Regions from separate parts of the Mus musculus genome. Here region 1 is linked to region 2. Evidence: chromatin contacts called from public Hi-C data. All regions are on one chromosome and are shown on one strand. The core of a region is the stretch at or near the end of the contact, and the rest is flanking DNA. Distances in the headings are between cores, read along the strand shown.

The links. A called contact is a pair of places that touch in the nucleus more often than the background predicts.
Region 1: a Hi-C map of cerebral cortex shows a contact between it and region 2, with 3 times the contacts expected there. The contact joins the enhancer-like site here to the promoter of Rgs6 in region 2. A contact is called at or near these places in 6 of 484 Hi-C or Micro-C datasets (cardiomyocytes, cerebral cortex, cortical neurons and 2 more) and 3 of 115 datasets of contacts at active chromatin or transcription factors (forebrain, heart atrium and neural progenitor cells).

The regions. Positions count from the first base shown.
Region 1 is chr12:82,754,097-82,758,437 of GRCm38.p6, reverse strand. All of the region lies in intron 2 of Rgs6 (regulator of G-protein signaling 6), which reads right to left. Among named protein-coding and RNA genes, the nearest start is that of Gm22149, 16 kb to the left of the region's middle. Within about 2 kb of position 1,592, at least 12 of the 459 cell types and tissues checked have an H3K27ac peak or open chromatin away from gene starts, as enhancers often do. A contact at or near this core is called in cerebral cortex, cortical neurons and heart atrium, where this site is marked.
Region 2 is chr12:82,614,891-82,618,669 of GRCm38.p6, reverse strand. Rgs6 (regulator of G-protein signaling 6) reads right to left here and starts at 1,745. Exons shown (of 17, transcript NM_015812.4): 1 at 1,287-1,745.

The sequences.
Region 1 (4,341 bases), core at 343-2,842, 140 kb before region 2:
CGGCGCCCTCTATTTCTTATTTCTGTAGCTAGGACTACAATAAATGACCTACAGGCAATGGCTAGGCTTCTTCCTAGCTTTCTGACCTAACTTTCTCTGATAAAATGGGGATACTAAAAGTTCCTATATCATCGAATTGGCATTGTGAGATAGACAAATGAATACACATACAACATAGTAAGTGCTCAATGAAAAGGAGCTACTATGGTAAATTAAATAAATCAAAGGATGAAAACCCTGTGTTTCAGAGGGATTAATAATCATGTTGCTCATTTCTCTTAAACTCTGTAAGACAGAAAGGCCCATACAAGCTGCCAGGCTTGCCTCCAGCAGCCTCATATGAGATCTTTAGACAACTGCACTAAGTTGTCTAACATCAAACACAAGACACATCTTTTAGAATAATTTATCCAGGAACAGGCACATAGTGCCAGTGGAAGAATGCAGGGTGCAATTTCCCAGAGGTGAAGGAAGAGAGGGGACTCCCTTCTGTCCTTAGGAACGGTCAGTTCTTGCTTATAAATAAGCAAGTGTTGCTCATTGGAGATTGAAACTCAATTTTGCTAAAACTTGCAAATTTAGGGGACACCAGAAGAGTAGGCTTTTACATACACTCTCCTGGTTGTCAACACAGGCAAATTTTCCCCACTGTTTCTACAGACCTTGCTCAGATCAATCAAGATATGTATGTGGAACAAATTTGCCCCAGACTCTGACCTTCTGCACAGTCTGGCCAAAGAAAAGCAACACCTTTGCATAGTTCACATCTTCAAAAGAACAAAGTTCACACCAGTGCCTGCTTCAAAGTTCAGCTCTTCTGCACATTACACTCCATGCCTCCCATAGCCAGCCCCCCACAGCTGAGAATAGCTGCATTGTGCCTTTGCCAAGATGCTCAACACTTCGCTTCTTTCCTGAGGCAGAGGAAATGAACAGGACAGGAGTATATTATCTTAGCCAGAAGGCTAAACAGACCCCAGTGAAAGGGAGAGAGATGTGCATGGCAGTATCCAGGCACCAGGGGGATTTAAGAAAGGAGAAACTCTGGGTTTAGGTAACTCCAACAGGACTTCTAGAACAAGGCTTCTAACCTGGTTGGTGAGGATGGGATAACTTTGAAAGGAGACAAAGGGTTTGCTTTTAGATAACGGGAAAATGAGCCACACTTAGTTGTTTGTGGATCTGCCAGTTTACCCATACTTGGCTCTGAAAAAGTTTACATAGTTGAGCCTGATATTTTTAGTTTGTTTTCTTTGGGTCAGGGAGAGGTATAAGAGATCAAACATAACAACCGTGTATCTTCTGAGAATGTAACCACACACTGGCACAGCCGACCATGTAGTCCTGCTTTCTAGCCTGTACATGTATTTTTGCTCTGTTGCAAGCACCAGGCTCGGAGTGGGTCCCTGGCCACAATCCAGGAAGGAACAGGCTCTGCAGAGACAGGATGACAGGCACAAAATTGTGGGTGGAGAGGACGAATGAGGCACCCGAGCCGACAGATGAGGTGGGTTTCATGAAGAAGCCACCAGCTGAGATGCATCTGGGGGAGTGTGGGAGTCTGCCATGCAGAGACAGGAAGGAGGGATGTTCCAGAGAGTCTGCCATGCAGAGACAGGAGGAGGGATGTTCCAGGTAGCAGCAGCCACATGGGCCAAGGCAGAGGATGATGAAAATTGCTAGTTTACAGTGAGAAGGCACTGCCCTCTTCCCACCTCTTCATTCCTGGTCTTTTTGCTAATTGTGGCCTTCTGGAGTCTTGGGAAGACAGGAATCTCTGGTAAAACCCCAAGGATCCCATCGCCATTCATACCCATGGAGCTCAGCAAAGACTAAAAGAAATGCCCATAATCCCAGAACTGGAGAGATCGGAGCAGGAGATTGCAGAGTTCAAGATTATCCTGAGGCCATATCTTTTAAAAAGTCACTTTCTAACAGCCCCATTGATGTCTTGGAATGTACAACTTCAGAACCAGGACACTAGACTATCAGAGACCAAGACCACGGTGAAGCCATATTCAGGAGATCCAGCTCCCATACCAGAGCAAGAACACAGGAGAGAGCCCCTTGAGAACGGCCAACTTGGACTCTGTGACTTGTCACACAGCAGTACCCAGAAGAGCATGAGGGGAAAAAAGAGAAACTCTGGAAATCAAGTCTTTTCTCCCTGCAACATTCCAGCGAGGGACACCGGAAGTCTCAGCCCCACTAGAGGTTTCACTGTTTGGTGGTAATTATCATCAGATTGCTGTCCCTAGTGATCTCGGGCCCCCAAAACATGCATATTCTGTGAGTGTCTGGTGAATTAGTAAGCTCTGTTTCAGATGTCTATATTTTTCTGTCATTGTTCTCAAGGTTGGGTTTTATCAGGGAGAAAACCATTAGAAGTTTTTTTTTGTTTTTTTTTTTTTTTTTTTTTTTTTTTTTTTTTTCCTGAAATAAACTAGACGACTTCACCTCCACTAACATCCTTCAAGGCCAGGTCAACAAGCAAGTGTGTCAACGCAGATGGTGTCCTTGCGTTCCTTGCCTTTCCACGTCAGTGGCATACCACACAGAAACCCCAGCTGGATAGGAGGCAGCATGTATGTTCATATTTGATATCTGACAGACACTTCTCGTGTCTGATATATAGAAGGCTGGTGGTTAGCATTATGGACCCTTATCAACATGCACCCCCTTCATGCTTTGTTTGAAATCCTACTGTGTCAACTGAATTGCCAACTTTCTGAGCTTTCAGACGGGTGCAGCCGTGTGACATCACTGGGCATTTAGAAGAGAGAGAGCAACCTCTCTACTGGGGAGTTGTCTATGAGCCTTTCTTATCCTGATGGAGAGAGCTGTGGCCCACACAGTATGCACCTCCCTCTGGGAATATCAGCAGCCACAGCAGCCGTGAGGCAGTAACCTAAAACAGTGATGAGAATGGAAGAAAAAGGATATGTGAATAGATGACATACCAGGTGCTCTTAGCACCATAGAATCCCTTTCATACTACCTGCATCCAAACATATTTTTGCTTTAACAACTATTTCTACGTTGATAATTTACTAATGTCAAGGTTGGGCTGAAATGGCTCGGTCAGTGAAGCTCTTGGTCTCACACACATGAGGACCTGAGTTTGGAAACTCAGAACCAATGTGCAAAGCTGGTGGGACACACTTGTGACCTCAGTGACGGTGAGATAGGAGACAGGGATGGGCCATGGGGGCTCACTGGCCAACTCACCTTAGCCTACTTGGTGAAGCCCTGGACAGTGAGAGATCTTGTCTCAAAAATAGGGGGGGAAGATGCCTAATTATGACAGCTGAAGTTGTCTTCTGACTTCTACACACATACATGTACACACCACACACACACATGCACATAGACCCACACATGCACACACACATATACACACCTACACACACACACACACACACACACACACACACACACACACACCAGAAGCTCTTCTCATACTGTACTCAATCACAGCTGCTCAACAAGTTTTCTTCAGCTTGTACTATATAGTTCAGGCAGTAGATGAGGCTTCTCTCTGCTTCTTCATCTGCCCTTTGAGATAAGTAATATATTCCCACCTAGGGCCAGGCCCTTAAGAACCACTCAGCCAAGAGAAAAATCAGATGCTCAGACTGACCATCAAAAACACATCAGAGAAAAGATGAATGGCTGGGTGTTCAAAAGCACAGCCAGTGAGAAAAGTGCCTGAGTGACTGGAAGAGGCTGGCTCCTCTCCCTCGATTGCTAGGGACAGCAATCACATGGCAATAACTGGAAAACACTTGTAAGAACAACTGCTACGGCTGTCAAACGTCTCTGCCTCAAGCTGGCACATAGTCACCCACAAACCTCCACTTATTGTCCCTCCTGCTCTTCTGTGGTTATCAGAGTCCCATAATTAAGGCATAAAGAAAGTAAACAATGTCACAGCAAACGAGATGCCTTTAAAAGGAGAGTAGAGTTAAGGCAAGGCAAATGTTGCTAAAGATAGCGGCACAGCCACTTGGAAACACTGAGGTGTGTGTGTGTGTGTGTGTGTGTGTGTGTGTGTGTGTGTGTGTGTTGGCGATTAAAAAGACAATTGTGGGCTGAATATTTAGAGGGCTCTTGATGAATAATCAGGTAACTTGGAGAAGTCACTGTATGACCAAGCAAGCATACCAATATGTAGAGCTTTATATAAACTGTGGAAAAGCAAGATCTTTATAATGGAAAAGCCACAGTTGAGATGATTGACAACTTACAGACACTGTCTTTTCTACGAGCTCTGCCCTCTCAGTTACTTCCAAAGTGATGGGTTGTTATACAGAACAAGGTATAGGCAGACAGGCAGACAGG
Region 2 (3,779 bases), core at 496-2,995:
GAAGGAAGCTTTCCCCACACTGGAGCTTACAGTGCCCAAGATCACCTCGGTAGCTACACGATTTAGATTAACAGCCCTAGCAGCGAAAGAACTCAAACAATTTATCATCTCTGCAGTACCCGTGCATAAAGGCTTTGGCTTACAAAGGTGTGTCTGTGGGAACTGTCCTGTTTCCCTCTGTTCTCCACTTTGAAGGGATACGTCCCTTCTAATGCAAAGTAAGTTCAGAGCAAGAATAAATATAGAAGTCACAGAAACTTTCAGGCAGCCCAGATCCAACTCCACACAATTGCCCATCTACCTAGTTGTGAAACTGACTTGTGGGAGCCTTGTTTATAGTGTACTATCCTCGGACAGCAAAGGGCTTCGACGCATCGCGCACATACTGGCAACCCATCCTCTAACAGCCTGATAAACACCAACCCAGGTCTTACTCTCCCATTCTCCCTGGAGAGAAAAAGATGAAATGGTGGGCTTTAACCTCCTCCTGGTTGCCTTTCAAGTTTTCCTTTAGGGCTGCTAAAGGGCTTTTATCAGAACTTACCTACAGGTCCAGTTTCTAAGCAGGCACTGATGCTGCGAGAATAATTCCAAACCAACGAGATTCAAAACATGTTCAATTTATTTGCAGACTTAGAAATGCCACTGTCTCCGTGAGAGAGAAAACGCACCCACTTTGTCAAATTAAAAAAGAATGAAAACCCGCAGCTTTTCCTCTGAACAAATTTAAATTTTCTGGGTCACTTCCCTCATCACACTTTTTAAGCAGCCTGACCTGCTCAGAAAAGCCTATACCTACCGTCTGTGAAAGCAACTCCCAAGCCTCAGACCTCACCACCCGCCCCTGCGGTCCTCACCTCACCACGGAGCCTCGCCCTTTCAACCCACAAATCGGGAGCTTATTCTCAGGAAAAGTTGCTGGAGGTAGATTCCCCCACCTGCGCTCTCCGAGCGGATGGCTGGGAAGAAGAGAAAGCCTTCGGGGCCCCGCACGCCCTCCAGGCCCAGGCTCGGAGCGCGTCCCACCCCAAAGCCGGGAAGGCGATTTCCACGCAGACCTGCACCCATCCCACACAAGTCCGCATGCCAGCTCGCCGAGTCACTTACGTAAGCTCGCCCTGCACAGTCCCAAACTGCAGACACACACCCGCACCTGTCACGCATCCGAAATGGACAAGCGCCCACCCCCGAGGAATGCAAGCCACACAGATCGGGGCGCGGGTGCGGCTTCCATTCCTTTTCCTCCGGGTTCTTTTCTTGTCCCTTTTTTGTCCAACTACAATTACCTTAGCAACCAAAGAATTGTCTCGACTCGCTCCGGCGTCTCAGTTTCTCCTAAAGCCCGGCTGGCGCCCGGCTCATGATAAGGCTGGGGAACCCGGGAGTCGCCAGCTCTCGGGGGGTGGAGGAGCGGCCAAATCTGTCCGGGCACTGCTCTCCCGAGTGTCGCCTTCTCCTCCTCTTCCACCTTCTTGGTGCCACTCTACGAGGCGGCGACCGCAGGGGGCTCAGCGAGCACACTGTACAGCTCCGGACCCGGGAGGAGGCGCGGCGGGTCTCATGGTGCCAGGGCGCGGGGCTCCCGGGGTGTTTCCCTCGCCCCTCGCTGGTCCGGACCGGAACCGCCCCCTCGGCGCCCGCAGCAACAGGGACCCCGGGGCGCCCCCGGGCGGAGTTCTTGGCCACCCGGTGGGGGCCGATCGCCAAGGAGCTGCCCGGAGTCGCGCAGCCCAGGCGCTCGGCTCGGCCGCTGCCGCAGCGGCGCCCGCTGTCGGGGACCCAGAGCAGCTGCAGCCTCGCGCCGCGCACCTGGGCGCCCGCACCTGGCCTGAGCCACGCGCTATGAGCGGGACCCTGACACCTGAGCACGTTCTTAGGTCGCCGCCGCCAGGCTCACCTGTCCCGGCGCCGCCCGGGGTACGGATCAGGCCCTGTGCAGCAAGCGAGGAAAAAAATAATCTGCAGATTCCAGGCAACCGAGCAGCTACCTAGAAAACTGAGGGACTGTGTTAAACAAGCCAAGGCTCCTCTCCTTGCTGCCAGGATGACCGTGTACTGAAACTTTAGTGGCGCCAAGGTGCTCACGATTCTGGCCTGAGGTGCTGTCCCGGTAGCTTTTGAATCCCTCACTGACGTGGGGCTGGCGCCCTCTAAATTAAAATGAGCCAGTGCGTTCGTCAGAGATATTGTTGCTAATCTCGTGGTTTTATTTATTCAACGTTTACACCACACAGCGTTGGGAGCGCTTTGTGGTTGATACTATCTTGAAACAATACAAAAGGGAATCTAAGGGGGAAACTATGCACAATATCCTTGGGCAAGAAGAGAAGCTTTGACATTCAAATGAACAAGGGTAACTTGAATGGACATTTTAACCTGAGAGTCCTGAAACGTGATTTTTGATGACTTATGACTGGGTTGCAGATGTAGCTCACCTAATATAGTGCTTTCCCCAGCACTGAGTAAACCCCGACAGAGATGGTATCCACCTGTAATACTCAGGGGCTGGAAGCAGAAAGAACAGAAGTTCGAGGCCAGCTTTGGCTACTTAGGGAGTCCGTGAGTCACACTGGACTACATGAAGGCCTGTCTCAAATTATTTTAGGGAACTGTAGTTGGAGGTAGGACAAGGTGGTTGGTACTAAATAGTTACCAGTAGATGTGTATGTATGTCAATGTTACCAACACCAATAATAAATCAGTAATTTATACTTTAGTGTATTAATCACAGAAAAAAATAAATAAATTACTCCAAGTCATTGGGGATGAATGATCTGGACTCTTCATCTTTATGGCTCTGGGGGTGAAAATTTAAAGTTTCCTTGGCAATATGCATGTTTGTCAACACTGCTGTGCATAAATATGCAAATAACAAAGAACATCAGTTAAAGGTAAATAGATTCTTCTGAATGTAAATCCATTCTTCTAAAATGGCAGATTGTTAAAGATGGCTTCTGATTGAGCGAGGCCCGAGGACAAGGCTGCTAACTCAGAAGGTGGCCTTGGGTAGGATCCAACCCCTGTAAATAACACCTATAACCATGGATTTCTATAATATACTGATTCAAGAAAATAGACATGTCTGTGTTGTTTCCTCACATAAAGCTAGTGTGCTAGCCACACTAAGAGTGACCTGTTTTTAGGAACTGTACTCTGAAGTCTGAAGGGGTCAGTGAGTGTAAGTTGGAGATAAGATGTGCCTAGGAACCCTGTGTGTGCCCTATTGGTAGGGGTAAGCACTTTAAGTCAGAGGTGGGACCCAGTAGAAGGAAGCTGGGTCCATGGAGGGGTCCCACTGAAGGGTGTATGATGAGACTAGCTCCTCCCTCAGTCTCCACGCAGTATACAGGTCTCCTACCAGCATCCTCCAAGACAGTAGCTTGAAGCACAAGACCAAAAAACCATAGGCTAAAAATCTCTGAAACTTGACGCCAAAAGAAGTCTTTCCTTCTTGTAAATTGTTTGTCTCCAGTATTTTGCCACTGGGAAGAGAAAGTGCCTAATACACAGTCATTTGTTACTTATTCACAGATGGTTGGAAACTAGGAACACCCAAATAAAGTGAACAAACGAACTAGTCTGTCCACCTGCTCGTGTAATGTGTTTTGTAATTCAATATGACTTCAGAAGAGATGGCTTAAAAAGATACACTGAGGTATAATTGTTCTCTTCGCCAAGATGAACAACAAAGACTTTGTCTTCATTTAATTTTATGTGTATGGATGTTTTGCCTGCATGTATGTGTACCCTGTGTGTGCAATACCAGCTGGAGGCCAGAA